Linked DNA regions of Mus musculus: region 2 is linked to region 1. The links are chromatin contacts, called in public Hi-C maps. All regions are on one chromosome and are shown on one strand. The core of a region is the stretch at or near the end of the contact, and the rest is flanking DNA. Distances in the headings are between cores, read along the strand shown. Region 1 has its middle 6.5 kb from the start of Gm33410. Region 2 has its middle 51 kb from the start of Cntln.

What was found. A called contact is a pair of places that touch in the nucleus more often than the background predicts.
Region 2: a contact with region 1 is called in a Hi-C map of the N1E-115 cell line, with 4 times the contacts expected there. The contact joins two enhancer-like sites. A contact is called at or near these places in 1 of 39 promoter capture datasets (cranial neural crest), 13 of 484 Hi-C or Micro-C datasets (the AtT-20 cell line, the N1E-115 cell line, differentiating embryonic stem cells and 5 more) and 1 of 9 other capture datasets (embryonic stem cells).

Annotation. Positions count from the first base shown.
Region 1 is chr4:84,063,949-84,067,902 of GRCm38.p6, forward strand. No RefSeq gene overlaps it. Among named protein-coding and RNA genes, the nearest start is that of Gm33410, 6.5 kb to the right of the region's middle. Within about 2 kb of position 1,338, at least 18 of the 459 cell types and tissues checked have an H3K27ac peak or open chromatin away from gene starts, as enhancers often do. A contact at or near this core is called in the N1E-115 cell line, where this site is marked.
Region 2 is chr4:84,831,378-84,835,470 of GRCm38.p6, forward strand. No RefSeq gene overlaps it. Among named protein-coding and RNA genes, the nearest start is that of Cntln, 51 kb to the right of the region's middle. Within about 2 kb of position 2,049, at least 2 of the 459 cell types and tissues checked have an H3K27ac peak or open chromatin away from gene starts, as enhancers often do. A contact at or near this core is called in the N1E-115 cell line, where this site is marked.

The DNA.
Region 1 (3,954 bases), core at 88-2,587:
AATCTGGGGATTTTCCACTTCATGCTCCCCCACTCCCACCCTCATGCACCAGCTTTGTTTAAACAGAGGAAAAGACTTGAGGACAGGGCTAAGGAGCAAGCTGCCACCGCTCTGAGATTGTGTTAAGACATGCTGGAGTTTGAAAGTTTGTAACCATGTGGTTCTGGTTGTGTCCCTATGTGTGAAAAGTGTTCCTTTGTTTATTTATGCTTTCGTGGCCACTGTGTATATGTGTGTATTGCCATAGGCTTTCTAACATAAACAGAGGATGCTAGCGTAAACTTCCAGTGGGACCTGGTTTCTTCCTGCTGTGTACATTCAAACCCTCCAATCTAAGACTTTTAAATCAACAATTTTCCTTTTCAGAGAGGGTCATTATTTGTTTAGCAGTGCACAGGCTGGTCAGCACGCTGGGCGTTTCTATTCTCTTGACAAAACTGAAGCCCAGGCTGAGATCAGAGTTCTCTGCTATGTGGGTTCTCTAGGCCACAGGTGGCCAAGACGTCCCTTAGGCAGGACCTGAAGCCCTAAAAGCAGGAGTCTTTGTTGCTCCCAACTTCCATTTCCTCAACCCTTAAAATGTCTGGACCCAGCAAACTCCACCCTGTTATTTCCAGGAATGCTTCAGTCAGGCGTTTTACCCCCATCTTTAAAGGCAATGGAGCTTTGCTGCTGCTCCTGCAGCTGTAGCAGACAGCGCATGTGTCGTCAGCTTTTGTCTGTCTGCAGAGGCACCATTCAAGACGCCTCCCTGGAAGGTGATGTCTGAAGTGTTATTCTTAAGGAAGCAAAGCACCTAAGTATGGAAGAGTGTTGTGCAGAATGGGGCTTTCCCGGCTGTGGGGCTCCAAAGCTGGGAGGATAAACTCGCCCAGCAGAGGGCGCCACCGCGCCGGCGCTTACAGCTGTGCAAGCCAGGCAGGGGGATGCTCAAAACCACAGAAAAGGGGAAATTCCATACTTTCCCCCCACCTGCCTCGACCTCCCTCTTTCTCCTCCCTCATCTCCTCTCAGCCCCTTCCTTTCTCCCTCTGTTACCACCCTGTCTCAGTCTTTCTTCCTGACCATCTCTAACTCTTAACCCCTCCCTAACTTTAGCAGGGCACTCCTGGGAGCCTCAAGTCTAGTAACTGAGTGTTAATTATGTCTGAGTGGATTCTAGAGGAAAAGAAAACCATATACTGTATCAGCAGAGAAATGGTTTCACTATGAGGAAACTAATGATGCTTTTATCAGGAACAATATAAAGATTGCTTTTTTACTAGTGTGTGTCCCGTAGGGTTCAGGGCTATGAGATATTTCTGTATCTGGCTTGAGGTTCCTCTGAGCTTTTACATAATCAAATCAATATAGCCATGATTCACCCTCTGGCAACAACTGCTCGCTGCAAGTTTGCTGTTGCTCCTTTAGTGGCTAAAAGGAAAATAAATAAATATATAGAAAGGAACTTATTATGAATCGGTAGCCATTGATTTGTTCCGTCTTCTGACTTCCTTTTTAATTGCACCGCGTACACATGTTCTCACACACAGGCAGCATGATCCCGTAAGTTCACGGCCAGTCAGAAATAAGGTGGCCAGGAGTGCCTGAGGGCTTGCCACTGTCCATTTGGAAGAGACAGGTTGCTTGTTCGGAGAGAATAAAGCAGAGGTGGAGATGGGAGCCGGCCCCCTCACACTCTGTACATTGTTTGCATCTTCTTTCTCATCCCTGTGAATTCCCTACATTCCGGGCATGATTTTGGCTCTTGCCTCTCTCTCTCTTTCTCTCTCAGTTATCTTGTTTTTGTATCAGGAATTTCCCTCCCCTCCCCTGGCAGAAACCATCTGCTTAGGACCCAGATCTGTCCCCAGGGCTGTCAGCGAGGCCCCAATATTTTTCTCCCATCCTGAGGACAACTGGTCTGGACCCAAAGAGTGGATTGGGGGGGGGGGGGAAGCTTGGGAGAAAGAAGTAAGGGAGAGTCCATTCAGTGTAGGGAGCAAGCCACCTACGATGGCGGGCCAGTGTCTTCCCTTCTCTGTCCCGAGGAAGTCACAGGAAGGAGCTGCACAGAGCCTGAAGCCTTCACAACACACCCAGCTTGCTGTTTCCTTCACCACTTTCTCCCTTAAAGTAAATAAACACAGACGGCTTTCAAACTAACCCTCGTGAGAGAAGTCAGTGCCATACAACTGTGTCATCTGCTTTTCATAGGCAAACTGGGATGACCACAAAATACAGCTTTTCTAGTGCCTTGTGTGGCTTAGAATCAACAAAATCAACTGATGGAATAAGTGTGTTAGTCTGTCTAGGGAGAAACCGAGATGGAGCCTCCCGGGCAATCTGCTGGTCACCGGGGATGGTGAAGTGCTGTGTGTTTTATGCTCTGGTCCTTAAATCAGAGACCTTGCTCATAGGTGTGCTTCATTTATCCCATCCCCTATAAGAAGAAAAACATGAGAAATAATAGCAGACACAAAACAGGAAAGAAAACCCATTCATGCAATTAAGATACCCAGAGTCCCTGGGGAAATAGTATCACCAAAATGAACATGTTCCCTAATTATGAAGGAATCCTGTTACTGAACACAATTCCCTGACAATAACACTATATCCCTCTGAGAAACAGTGGAGGAGAAATTCTGGAAGGCTCTCTCTGGCTAGTGGGGGGTAGAAAAATCTACCCTCAAAGAACATCATTTGCAGTTTCTCAGCAATGTTTACAGGCATCAGGACAGACAGGGTCCAGCTGGGGTGCAAGGGGAAGGGAAGGGACTTTCAGACAGGCTTACAAGTGATGATACCAGCCCCAATCTTATCAACATGCAGAGATCTCCACTAGTGGCCATTTATTAAGCATCTACTATGCCCAAAAGCTGCTAGGTGCTGTGTCTGTATTATTACAGTACATTAACTTTGACCTTCAAGATTGCTCACGATATTCCATTAATATGCTTGTCTTTCTAGGGAAATTATGTGTACTTTCTCAAAGTTGAGATTGTCTCCAGTGGAGAAGCAATACTGAGTTAGAATCCTGTGAGTCTGCATCCCCCCCCCCCCCCCAGTGGATGGTGGCTAAAGGAGGTACACAACTGGTCAACATAGAGAATAGGAGACTGGGAAGTGTGTAGCCCTAAATGAGATATCCACATCACACCCTTTCCTCCCAAGGCTCAGGGCCCATTGAAGAAAGGGGATGGAAAGATTCTAAGAGCCAGAGGTGGTAGGTTACAACTATGTTGTGACATCATGCACGAGACCTGTGCAGAACTAAGTCATAATTAAGCCATAACCAGTATGGAGGTGGGAGGTGGTCATGAGGTCCCTCCCCTAGCCCACTGGCAAGAAGAAGGTATTTAAGTACGGGGGTCCTTGGTAAATCAACCACATTCCATCAGATGGCCCACACTTAAGAGTATTTGGGCAACACAAATTGGTTTCAGGATTTTTTGTTTGTTTTTGTTTTTTGTTTTTTCAAGACACAAAGTGAGGTGGGAAGATAGGGGAGAAAAAGGAATACATATAACCAAAGTGTATTCTGCAACATTTCAAAGAATTAATCATAATAATTAAAAAATGGTACTGCAAAGAAAGTCCTGATACTTCCATTTTATGGAATTCAAAGAGATTACACATCAGTTACCCGAGGACGGAAAGCCGGTGCAGAGTCTTCCAGGGGTCCAGCCAAGACCCTTCAATCTCCAAAGCTATGTTCTGCTGCCATGCCCACCACACAGCAAGTTTAGAAAACCTGCCAACATTACCTTGAGGGGTTCCTAGACCACCACACATTACATCATTACGTGTGCTTCCCTAGAACCAGTGTTCAGAATCATACAGTCGCTAAATTAAACCTACTACTTTATGGACACTGCTCTCACAAAAGGGCCCGATCTTAATGCAAACGAAAAAAAGTTGGTATAAGTCAATTACATAAAATAGATCGAGGTGGGGGAGATGACAGATGTGCTA
Region 2 (4,093 bases), core at 799-3,298, 770 kb after region 1:
TGATTAAACCTCTCTTTTTTAAGAATTGGGCTATCCTCAAGTATAACCTTCACTACAAATGATTCTGTACTGCCTGTTCCAGGATTGGCAATTCTGTCTTTGTTGCAGTTCACTATGACTATCTTGTTATGCTTATGGTCTGCTCCTGTAACTTTGCCTGTTTTGCCACCAAAATCCTCCATTTGGAAGCTCACTACCCCTCATATATATAAGCCTGTCTTCCTCACATCCAGGGCTGCTCTCAAAAATCCTGATTTAGGGTTCTATAGCCAGCTCTCTGGCCAGTCCTGGGTATTTGTCTAAAATAAAGCTTGCTTTGATCAGACAGTTGTGGATTTTGGTCTTTCTCCTCAAAGTTTTCAGTTAGCAGTTTCCTAAGCTCCTAAGCATCCCTCAACCCAAGCACAGTAACAGTCATGATTGCTCACAGAACCTCTTTGTGGTCCAACCCTGTCATCAGACCAGTTTATTAACAGACAGTAACATGTTCAATGTGCTGCTGTTGGTAAGTAGCAAAGCTGAGATTTGAACCCTATTGATATAAAGGCAAAGTAAGTGTTCTAGCCACCACATTCTCCTGAATCTACAGAGTATGTCTGTTGACATCTGTACACATCTGTACACATAGGATTTGTGGATGAGCAGTAAATCTCTATGTTGCCCCCCAAAGTATCCTCCTGACCTATGCCCCTGTTTTAGGTCAGGTGGCTTTTGTTGTATCCCAAACAGATTATTTATTTATTTATTTATTTATGTCTGAGGGTGTCTAAAACAGTAGTTCTTAACCTATGGTTGTGACTCCTTTGGTGGTTGTATATCAGATATCCTATATATCAGATATTGTAATTCAAAACTATTGAAATGACAGTTATACAGTAGCTACGAAATAATTTTATCGTTGAGGGGTCACCACAACAAGAGGAACTGTATTAAGGCCTTAATACAATTAAGGCAATTAATACAAGAGGGTCTGGCATTAGAAAGATTGCGATTCACTGCTCTAGAATATAGAAAGAGACTCTAAGTCAGGTCAAGATGTGTCTAGTGATGATTTCAGTAATTTCCTGGCACAATGTGAGGGCATTTTCTCAACTCAGCCCTTTAAACAGTGGGGCAGGTGGAGGATAAAAAGAATAAAGAAGAGTGAGGTGGAGTGGGGTGGAAAGAACAAAGAAGTGAAAGTAAATAGCAAGGAATTAAAGTAACAGGGAAAAGTGTTCAGACCTAACGGTGTGGGCTGGGTACAGCATTTATGTGCCTTTGACATCCTTTAAAGGTGGGCATTCAGCCAACTGCAGGAGGCTGCTGACTGCCCGCCACTTCATCAGGGTTCCTTAGGGCCCCCTATGCCTTACTTGATCATGAACTAATGCCTTTTCATTTCCTTTCCAAATGGCTACCCGAACACATTAGCCTTGGCATAGGTCTGACTCCTCAGAGTCAAATCCTATGTATTATACAGTAGCGTGCTTCTTTAAGGTAGCCAGTAAGAAATAGAATTTTTTTTTTTAAAGAGCCATTTAGTTACCTGAAAAAGTAAGTGGCTTTGGGCACAAGGTATCATAGTTTTCAACAAATACATTATCTTCTTAAATAGAGTTTTGTCTTGGAGAACTTTTAAAATACAATCTGTAGACTCAAGTTACTTGATGGCAAGAGAATCCATTACAGTGAAGAAGTGAAGCGCGATCATTTTCTCTGGATATCTGGCTCGGTTAGTATGCCAGATATTGATTGAGTCTGGGATTCAGTAGCAGTAAATCTTCCTCATTATGCAAGTCCTGTATATCCTTTTAGTTTCCCTATCTACCCTTTAATCTCTGGGCCCCGAATTTGTACAACATGCAGAAACCACTTTAATACATGCTCTGTCACTGTGAACACTTTTATTCCAGAAGCTCGTCCCAGCACCAGGATGAATTTGTTTGGTTTGGCAGGAATTGTCCTAACAATTGTCTGACAGGCTCCCCTGCGCCCCCGCTCCATCCCCATTCATCCCATGAAGCCGCCTGACTTCAAAATGTTCTGCTCACAAGGCTTTGCTTGTGATTCCCCTTTTGAACTCTACCTATGTATGCACCCTACATCACCCTACATTTTTGAAATCCTGTGACCTATAGTAAAAAAGAGAATGATTCTTTCTCCTTTTCTAGGGCCTTGCTACTCAAAAAAATAGCCATAGACCTGCAGCATCTAAAATGTAAGACTCAAGCCCCGCCCTACAACCCCCTCCCTAGCCTGAATCTGACTAGATTAATGTCTCAGAGTAGCTGGATAGAGTATTTGGTACTGAGGGCAGATCAGCAATGCAGAGGGGATGCAGGGGTTGTAGCCAAGTGGAAAAGCAGTCTCTCTTCAATGTGTTCATATAAAAAGAAAAAGAATTATTCTCAGGCCAGGCCTGTATAATTCAGTAATCTTCAAGCAGATTGTATCCTGGAACTGCAACTGTGTTTATTTCTGGGCAGAATGACATGAATAAATGAATTAAGGAGTATGAAGTGCTAAGGCTGCGTTAGGTGCAAGGACAGAATCCAGTCTTGTTTTAGCACCTGATCTACTGGCTGCAGTCTCTGTTTGTCACGGTTACTCCTCATTTCCTTAACTCCCATTGACAACTCAGGGATCAGCAGACAGGATTATCTTTTAATGGTTTTTGGCAAGATGCTTGATAGCACCAGTTTGGCTGTTAGTAGCTATGACCCAGGAACAATTTTTGTTTCTTCTGTATGTTTTCTCTGCCCTGACATGAGAACAATGTATGTGGATAATAACATGTGACTATTTCATAAATATTTTACATATGCTTCATATGGGGAATTGACTTGATAGATTTATTGACATTAATATTCACAAAGCCTCTCACTATGCTGAGAATGATAATTACAGCGACTACACTTTCATGGCTCCAAAGTAAAATATTATATGACTAATCACAAAATTTGGTAAGTTTGATGAATAGATCAATAATTGTTTATATATACAATGATAAAACTTAAGAATGACAAAAAATAAAACTCTATTTTGAGATTATACTTCTAAGCCTTTAGAAGACTTGGTAGTGTGTGTTTGGAATAGCTTACAATGTAGAACTAAAATGCACAGAGACAGGAGCATATCATCTTATGAATATCACTTGAAACATTTTCACAGAATGAGCATGCTAGTCATGACATGAAGAAGAGGGCTTGGAGTGTGGGTAGGTGGTAGAAGACATGCTTGGTGTGTGCACATCCACAGTTTCAATTTCTGGCACAAAATCCAAACCAAAGAAAATATCAAGATAGAATGATAATGACTGAACCCTCTCTCATTCTTCCCGTTTCTTGCCCCATCCAGTAAACAGACTCTGGCTTTCTAACAGTATACTTGGCTTTTGCTTGGTTTTGTGTAAATTGATCCCTGTAGCATATTCTCCCTTCTTTTTCTTCTGCCATGGTTTTTGATTTATCTATGTATCTATGTATCTATGTATGTATGTATGTATGTATCTATCTATCTATCTATCTATCTATCTATCTATCTATTTCACTACCTGAATGTATGGCACTTGCTCCCTTGTTCCCTTGTACAGGCCAACATGCTGTTTTAATTTTTGATTTTTGCAATCAGCATTGTTCTGAACATTCTAGAAGGCCTTTTGCCTGAGCACAAGCATTTGTGTTAGGTGTCTGCCTGAGAGTGGAAACGCTGGGTGGATTAGACTTCACTTTCTGCTGCCCAATCAAAGTGGCTGTACCAACTTGCACTTCAGTGTGTGAAAGATCAAGCTTTCTCACATTCTTTCTGGATATAATTGGAGATTAGTAATTTCAGGTTATTAGCAGTAATCTGACATAATAATTTAAGTCGTTCTGGAGAAGTAGTGATATCACACTTAGATTTTGATCACTTAAGCCCGTAGACTTAAATATCTATGGTTTAGGACGAGTATTTTATGAATGGCTAGCTATATAAGAGTAGAGCTCTTTAAATAAAGATTGAGCAGTTTAAAGATAGGTGTGATTTGAAAAATCTAAGACACTTATTTGTTGAGAAATATCTATTCCATGAAGTTTTACTTGAAATTTTATCATTGACAGTTACTTTTAAA